Linked DNA regions of Gasterosteus aculeatus: region 2 is linked to region 1. Evidence: chromatin contacts called from public Hi-C data. All regions are on one chromosome and are shown on one strand. Each heading gives the region's core, a stretch centred on a gene start, on an enhancer-like site or on the middle of the called end of the contact. The rest is flanking DNA. Distances are from core to core; before and after follow the strand shown.

Region 1 (4,056 bases), core at 674-3,173:
ACCGTCATCGTGTCACCACTGTTTTCTCCCTCTGAGAGCAGCGCCGCCCACAGCGTCCTTTCCCTATTTCTTGGAGTCGCTGCTTTTTTTGCGGTGGTCTAATTAGAAGGAATGATAGCCAATATACAACGGTATAATACTAGCACACAAAGTTGTTATATTTTAGAAATCTATTTGCTTAGAGCACATGACTTCTACTGAACTTTTGTACACAATATAAAATGTGGGAAACTACTTTGGAAGCTAAATCAGTCAAATTCCATTCATGTAATAGTAATTTTTGGTTCCGAATAAAAATACCGTGAAAATGATATGCAATAATTTCTCTACCTTGGTCATGAGACCTGCTATTCTCTTTAATAAAATAACTCATGCACAGTTGAAAGAGAACAAATGAAAGTACCACATGTGTCCCGGTGTCACCACCTCTGCAAACACACACACGTTAATCTGCCGGAAGTCACACTGAAGCAAAAATAAAATGTATTTTCTAAAATGGTTTGCCCTGCTTTGAAGGGTTTAATGTGTTCTTTTTGCTGACGCTGATATATAGCAGTCCTACTTTCGTGAACCAGACCTAAATGAGTTTGGATGTAAATACGGCACCAAGGAGGAAAATGCCCTTTCAGATAATTTGGACTGATAGGAAAGTCATCATTCCCCTCGGCCACATCACGAACATTCGAGCCAGAGGAATGCAGACTGATCTGGAGCGCACACGTGTAAGTGATCAGGCCTGACGTTGCTGAAGTAACATAAAATATGAATGTTATTGCTGAGGTTTTGAGCCTACTGTGTTCAGTCCGTAGCATATTTCACTTTTTTCAACACAAACATCGCGTTCACACGACCAAGATCAGTGATCAAATGTTTTTATTTGGAAGTAATATCGAAGTTCCTCCAGTGATGGAAGGTTTGCTCTGTCGCTGTACCCGACCTTTGAACTGGTTTTCTGGTTTTTACGCGTCAGATGTTTTAGAATGCTCATTGGGCAAAGAAAGAACGCTCAAGGGGCTGTAAAGCTTTTTGTTTCATGTGCAAACGCAGACATGGAATGAAACTGAGAATGAAAGTTGTTCTGGTAAAAACCTCTACACATTTAAACTCTTAACTTTTGGCTTCATTCAAATGTCATAAATGCCTTGAACATCTGAGGGAATCTCCCGCAGATGCTTCCCCTGCTTCATTCCTTCAAATCTTTAAAATTAAGTGAATCCTTCAGTAAAGATACCTGACCACAGTACTGTGGGATGAAAAAAGAATTACAGCAAAGACAGATTGTGAACTGTGAACATGTAGAACACATGTGACCACACGGTCTTGGCCTTATTCTCTTTACTCCCATATGCTCCTGTTTTAAGACCTTACCTTATATAAGCATGAAACTACACACCAGGAGCTCACAGGAGATTTATGAATCTTCAAAAAAAGGGGAAACACACATGCTCATACAAAAAAAGATGATGGGTGATGCTTCTTACTGTGGATTGGCTTTGTCAAAGATTTGACTGGGTTTGTACCCTCGTATTGGAATGTGATTATTGTAAGTTGCTTCGGGTGAGGGCGGCAGCTAAATTAAATGGAATCTAATTTAAGTAGCAACTATGCTGACACAGTTTTCCCAAAGCAGAAATAAAACAATTACACACCGTTTCCATGATAACAAACACTGTTTGCATCTCGCAATTTCCAAAAGCTTTTTCCAGAAGACCCTGAGAGGTTGCAGTACCACTCATCAACACTAGATGGCAGACGTGCTCTCCTAATATCCATAGTTTTAAAAGCATTGGCAAGAGCCTTAATAAACTGATACTATCAGAAATAGGAAATACTTTTGGCCTGCACACTCTGCGGTGTCTGGGATTTAATGATAACTTTGCTGTTAGCGCTAAATGGAAAGTAGATGTGACACCCGGGATTATACCGACTCACCAGAGACCTGCATTGTGAAAGGGTCCATGACGTCCTTTATGCTGGCTGAGAACCAAACCGCCTGTATATCCTTAATCCATCCGCTGAAAATATACCCGATCACGTGGGGTAACAACCAATGCGCAAAGGTCACGATGGATGACCCTCACTCAGCGGGGCCTCCTTGTGAGCCCCGCAAGTAAAACAGTGATCAGTCAGCGGTCATGATGTCATGTGTTTTCCTTGTCAGAAGGTTGACAACTGCCTGATGCGGGGGGCCTTAACTGACACAGAGCTCAGGGAAGTGGTAAGATGAGTTGAAGGACAACTCTCTTAGCAAAAAAATTGCATGAGAGACAGAGAAGAAGAGATTGACGTCTTAACAGCGCGAGTCTGTCACCACTTTGTTATGAAGATCAACATGAGCATAAAAAGAAGAAAATGTAACATCCCGCAAGAACCGCTTCACTGTTTCCGCAGCGGCTCCTGGGGGGGGGGGTCGCGTCTCGCCCGGAAACAATGCTGAGCCCGAAATAAATCAGATCCATGGAGTCTGATGAGATTTATTGATGTTTCCCTCATGTCAATGTGGCCTTGAGAGGAGCAATGTTGGCTGTCCAAAAAGGAGATGCGTGGTAAACAATGTGGAGGAGAGGACTGCTTATGCCAGAGGTCAAGGTGGAGTGGGAACGTTATGTCCAAACACGCGGTTCACCTGGACAACAGGCGTCTTCAAAGCGTACCGAGAAAAATATGTCTCGCGTCGAGCAGATTTTATCAGACACACTCATCAAAAAGGAAAAGCCTCTTGACAGCGCTGCAGAGATTTAAGAGCAATACTCTTTCAAACCGCAGCTATTTCGAGCAAGACTTTGTGGCTTGGAGGCGTTTCCTGGCGATGCGTCATTTTAGAGCAGCATCTTTTTCAGAATAACATTGATACGAAATGGCTCCGTGTGGACCTGCTCCAGATGACATCAGTGGGAAAGATCCGCCATCACAACAAACAAGCACCTCATATGGAAACCCAAATGATGCATTTGTTTGGCAAGGCACGCTCCATTCACCGGGTCGAATCGTGGAGGAAAAAGAAGAAGAAGAAAAAAAAAGACCAACCCTTTGAGCTTCTATCCCACCCAGAGTGAGTGCGTGTTTGTACAACCCCCCCTCCCCCCACGGCGATCCTGCACAGGCCGACCCAGACAGACGAATGTACCCTAGACAGAGGGGGCTCAGGAGGAACAAAGCGGGGCTGACAGTCCGCTCAGTCATCCTGCCAGAGGTGGGCCATCCCTGATCTTATCCTCTCAGGTAGATGACCCCCGAACAAGAGGTGTCTGGTTCGCTCTTCGTCACCGCCAGAGATTATGTCTGGGCTATTAGTGTCTGTCAGGCGAAACGTCGGCCCGCGTGAGTCACTTTCTTTTGATGCATCATTTTGGACTTCACGTGTTGATGTCTAGTATGCTAGCTGCTACAAGCCCAATGACACATAACCCAAATGAAAGCCAGAATTGTTGAGACCCTGCATGGACACCTCTTAAACTTGGACATTTCAGTCACAAGTGAAAAAGAAATGATGAAAATGCACATTAGCTCTAATGATGTAACCAAACCAGCCCTTTGGAAACCAAATATCTCGACAACCGCTAAGACAAATGGTAACGACAACTTTGTGGTTGTCCTCGGGGCCGACGTTTGTGAGTCACAAGATGAAACTGCTACTGCCGTTGGTAGAGCCGTTCATCTCTTCCTCAAAGACATCCCAGCTACTTTCAAAGCCCAGCTTTGTGTGAATAAATGACCTCTGCTCCGCTCCGACCGCATTACTGCTCAACGCAACAGAATGAGTCGGTTTTCATTGCGGTGAAAGGTCATTTTTGGGAAAAGGCTTCAACCGTACCGCCTCTTGGGAGCGTGATGGATCGGTTCTGTCTGGCTCGCGATGGTTCCTTGACTCACCGCTCCTGTGCTCCATCTATTTGGCCTCGTGCTCGTCGTCACTCAACGAGTCACTTCAGGCTCTGGGGTTCTGAAACGTCTTTGTGAGGAAATGAATGATTCACATTACGGGAGAGGCTAAGATAACCCTGTCTCACACACACACGGGGAGAAAACGCTCCTAATGTCGCTGCGACTTCTCTC
Region 2 (3,849 bases), core at 733-3,232, 96 kb after region 1:
CAGCTCGTTATTTTTTACAAATACATTTCAAACATGAAACATATCGTGATTCATCGGACTCCCAGGATAAAATTCTGGACAGAGTTTATAAATTACGGTCATGATGCGATGATTGTTGCATCAGATAAATTAAGAAGTCCATCCCCCCTCAGTGTGGCTTCCTGGGCATTGCTGCACTGAAGAGCTCATACACTACAAACGCAGCCCCTGTGAAGACAGCAGACCAGTGTCACAGGTGGGACGGAGACACGACAGGAGCATCGAAACGTGCTTTCAAATGTCAGGCCGACGCTTACGTACCGAACACAGTGAGAGTCATTGTGGCTCTGTAGAGCAGAGCGTCCCTCGTGCCGCCTTTAAGATGGACGGGTAGACCGTTATCCTCCTGTTCAGAGAATGAAGGCGTGAAGTTATTCAAAATAAACATCTCTACTTAAAGAATGTGCTAATGCTTATTTTTGCTTGTCTCTGTTCTACGGCGGGACGTTTTTGGAGGAGCTCAGCTTTGGTTGACCACAACAACCAGGGGGCGGGGTACAGAACACTACGCAATCAAACAGCGCTCGCTCTGAGATTCAGAAGGCAAGTAGGACTCAGCAAAGCCTGCCGCACTGGAACGTTGATCTTGCAATGAATATTTAATTAGAAGCCTGCAAGCAGCATCAGTTTGGCCCCAGCGACAGCCGAAGGTTGATTTGACATTGTAGGGAGGAAAGAATCCACTAATACTCATCTGTCAGGCTACAAAAGGGAAATAAAAGATTCAGTCTCCAGAACCTGGGAATAAAGTAGACTAACATTGTCAGCATCAAAATATCTCTCATTTGTCTCAATTTTAAAAAAATGACATATGTGGCTTTTAAATCTCAAGTCCAAAAGAAACATTGTACATTTCAGAGAATAAAAAACTAAACGTTTCCTACATTTATTTTCCCAGGTTTCGTCCTCAATAAAAGGGTCAAACGCTACCTGAAAGAGTTTTTGTTTTTGCTTCACAGAGTTCTCCATCGGTCTGCTGGCACTGCTGGTAACGGTGCGGCTGGAAAGCTGCCGAAGTCCCTGTTGGTACAAACACTTCATGGGAGGATTTAGCAGTTCACACAGTTGAACGAGGACATTGAAACAGGACAATGCTGTGTAATTATTTTGACACTAAATTGGCAAACGCTTGTACGACAGTCCAGCAAGCTGACTTCAACGAGTGATGAGTGAAGTTGCACATTTGTACAGCACGTTGACCACCCGAGCTGGAAGGTTGATCCTTTTAAAACCTTCGAATGGAAACAATGGCGACGCCTGCTGGTTGACCTCTTGCGTTGCAGCTGTTCGGAAGGAACACGTGCATGAAGAGAGCTCACCTCTGCTGTCAACGCTGATTAAAGTACTTAGTGAAAATTATAATTCGTAGACGGTCACGGGACTTTCGTTTGGTTGAAACGAGCAAATGGAAGCACCTGTTTACAGGTGAACACCGGAATCGGACCTCGCGCGTGACGTCACAAGCGTCCAGCTCACTCGCTCGAGCGCTCGACCTGTTACTTAAGCGATGACGTAACGATCGGCCCGGTGTCAATAAGGGCATTGCTAATTACGTAGAATTCCTAAATGAAATACGCGTTTGTCTAATTGCGACACGCTTTTACCATCTAGCTTTAGGTTAAGAAAGCAAAGTTAGTGAAACGAGTCGAGCTCGTTTTACCGTTAGTGCCGTTACTCTTCATCTGGAATAAACCTCGCAAACATTTACGCCGTAATAAGCGGAATGTGTTTGCGGAACATGCGAGCCGTCTTACCACGAGTTGTCTGAACATTTTGGCGCAGTTGTTGCGTTGTGTGTGCAGCTGAGAGGAGAAGGAGCAGCACAAGGACAAAGGGACAGGACGACTTCCCACAATGCCTTGGTGGACAGGTTACATCCGGTCGAGGGACATTCTTATAATTACTATGATAATAAAATCATAGTAATCATATTAGTATCGATGACAAGCTTTTAAAAAATAACACGTAAATGTGATCCGCAATTAAATCACAACAATACATTCAACAGGTTGTTTAATTGGGCCCTACAAACCTTATAAAAAAAACTATACATTTCAAATTAAAACAGGTGAATTGGATTTAATGAAGAATGTAATTATATAACAGGATGCAGTCTAATTGAGGGGTGGTGGGGCAAACAAATGGGACACTGAAGTGCATATCATTTGGTCAACATTGAAGAACACAAGATGATCGAACACTCTGTAAAAACAAAACCACGTTTGTGCTCTTATCTGCCTGAGGCGATGGCGTTTCATCAACAAGCATCAGATTATGACTTCAAAAGTAAACCTAAGGACCGGTTCAGCATCTGTATACAGCCAGTCGCTGCAGAGGGTAAATAGCCACAACCGTGGTGCTACTTGTATCCTATGAGTTACATACTTCATGCTCGGTATCAGCGATAGCCGTGCTCGCCGTGGCCAGCGTCACACGAGCAATGGTTTTACCATCCTATATTCAAGGTAATCGCAAAGCCAGAGGTATGTCAATAAAATATAATGGTACATTCGTCAGCAGGACATATTACAGTACATGTTATGGACAAAAGCTGCATTAGAAATGCATACATCCTTCAGTAAAAGGATCCATTTCACAAAGCACTGCTAAAATAAATCAAGGTACTTTGATATGATTTAGATAAAAAGATAAATACATTTCTTTGAACACAGGAAAATTACATTCCCAGCAGCTGATTCAAAGCTATATGTACAGAGACACAGACGCAAGCATCATTCTTTGCATTAGTTGCCCAAAATCACAGCTTTTGATGAGACTCTTCGGACAACAATAAACAGAAACCAGTGTATTCACACTAAAGTCAACAAGCAGCGCAGAACAGACCGCCTTCAGGGTCAACCATGCATGCAGACAGGAAATTGTGCTACACGGACAGATTAGCCCGGGATATCTGCACTGTTGTTGCGGGTGTCGTATTTATGGTGGATGATGAGCAGGACCACACCCAGGAAGAAGCAGATGGAGCCCACGGTGATGTAGGCGATGCCAAGGAAAGGGTTCTTGCCTCCCATCCAGGAGATGGTGCTCAGGATCATCCGCTTGCGACCATCAAAGCTGCGCACGGGGTAATCTGGTGATCACACGGTTAAAGGAAAAAACAACAACAAAGAAAACGATGGGAAGTTTTGGCTTTTAAATCCCGGCTTGCACAGAACCATTCATTTTGTGAAACGCTAATAAACATATCCCTGTGTGATTCCACCAAAGTAAATAAAATATCCATTCATGGAAGCGCAACAATTGCTAGTTTACCTCAGTAGCTTTACACTAGTTTTAGTATAACTAGATAGTATTCCAGCTTCTGTAAGTATGAGATACCTGGAAAACTAGTTGAGTAAAACCCAGATCCCCCTCTACCCTAAAACATGTACTGATATCAAATGAGCCACTTATACTTAGTTCAGATTACTGGGTTGCTTCATAAAAAGGTCGGACACAAAACTGGCTTCAGCCCAGTGTCGACTGCAACCCGAGCTGAAGTGTATTTGTTTCAAATATTTACTTGTTCTTTAGGTGTTTGCCAGATTAAGAATTTGTGGATTTTACTTAACAACTATGTGATTTAAGATAACCAACGATACGGGTAAATATGCACAACCCTCTTACCCCGTCAAGCATTATGTAGGGCAATAAAAGTGATATCAGCCACCCCCACAGGGTAGTTGTAGTCTTGATTGTACAGTGGGACGTCCGGCCCAAATTCAAAAGGATACTGTAAGTGATGTTCAAGACGTAGTTGCCGCTGGCTAGGGTGGGGGTGCTGCTGGACTTCTTCTGGATGATACGATA

What was found. Hi-C and Micro-C count contacts between places; a contact is called where the count stands out from the background.
Region 2: a Hi-C map of skeletal muscle shows a contact between it and region 1, with 9 times the contacts expected there. The contact joins the promoter of LOC120832672 here to the enhancer-like site in region 1. A contact is called at or near these places in 4 of 6 Hi-C or Micro-C datasets (skeletal muscle, tail fin and whole body).

What each region holds. Positions count from the first base shown.
Region 1 is chr15:4,585,133-4,589,188 of fGasAcu3.hap1.1, forward strand. cd109 (CD109 molecule) reads left to right here. Exons shown (of 32, transcript XM_040200539.2): 32 at 1-311. The coding sequence ends at 102. Among protein-coding and RNA genes, the nearest start is that of cd109, 13 kb to the left of the region's middle. Within about 2 kb of position 1,924, at least 1 of the 9 cell types and tissues checked has open chromatin away from gene starts, as enhancers often do.
Region 2 is chr15:4,681,236-4,685,084 of fGasAcu3.hap1.1, forward strand. LOC120832672 (cytochrome c oxidase subunit 7A2, mitochondrial-like) reads right to left here and starts at 1,983. Exons shown (of 4, transcript XM_040199135.2): 1 at 1,794-1,983; 2 at 970-1,059; 3 at 301-385; 4 at 1-207. The coding sequence starts at 1,811. The coding sequence ends at 149. tmem30aa (transmembrane protein 30Aa) reads right to left here. Exons shown (of 8, transcript XM_040199128.2): 7 at 3,774-3,849; 8 at 2,036-3,130. The coding sequence ends at 2,937.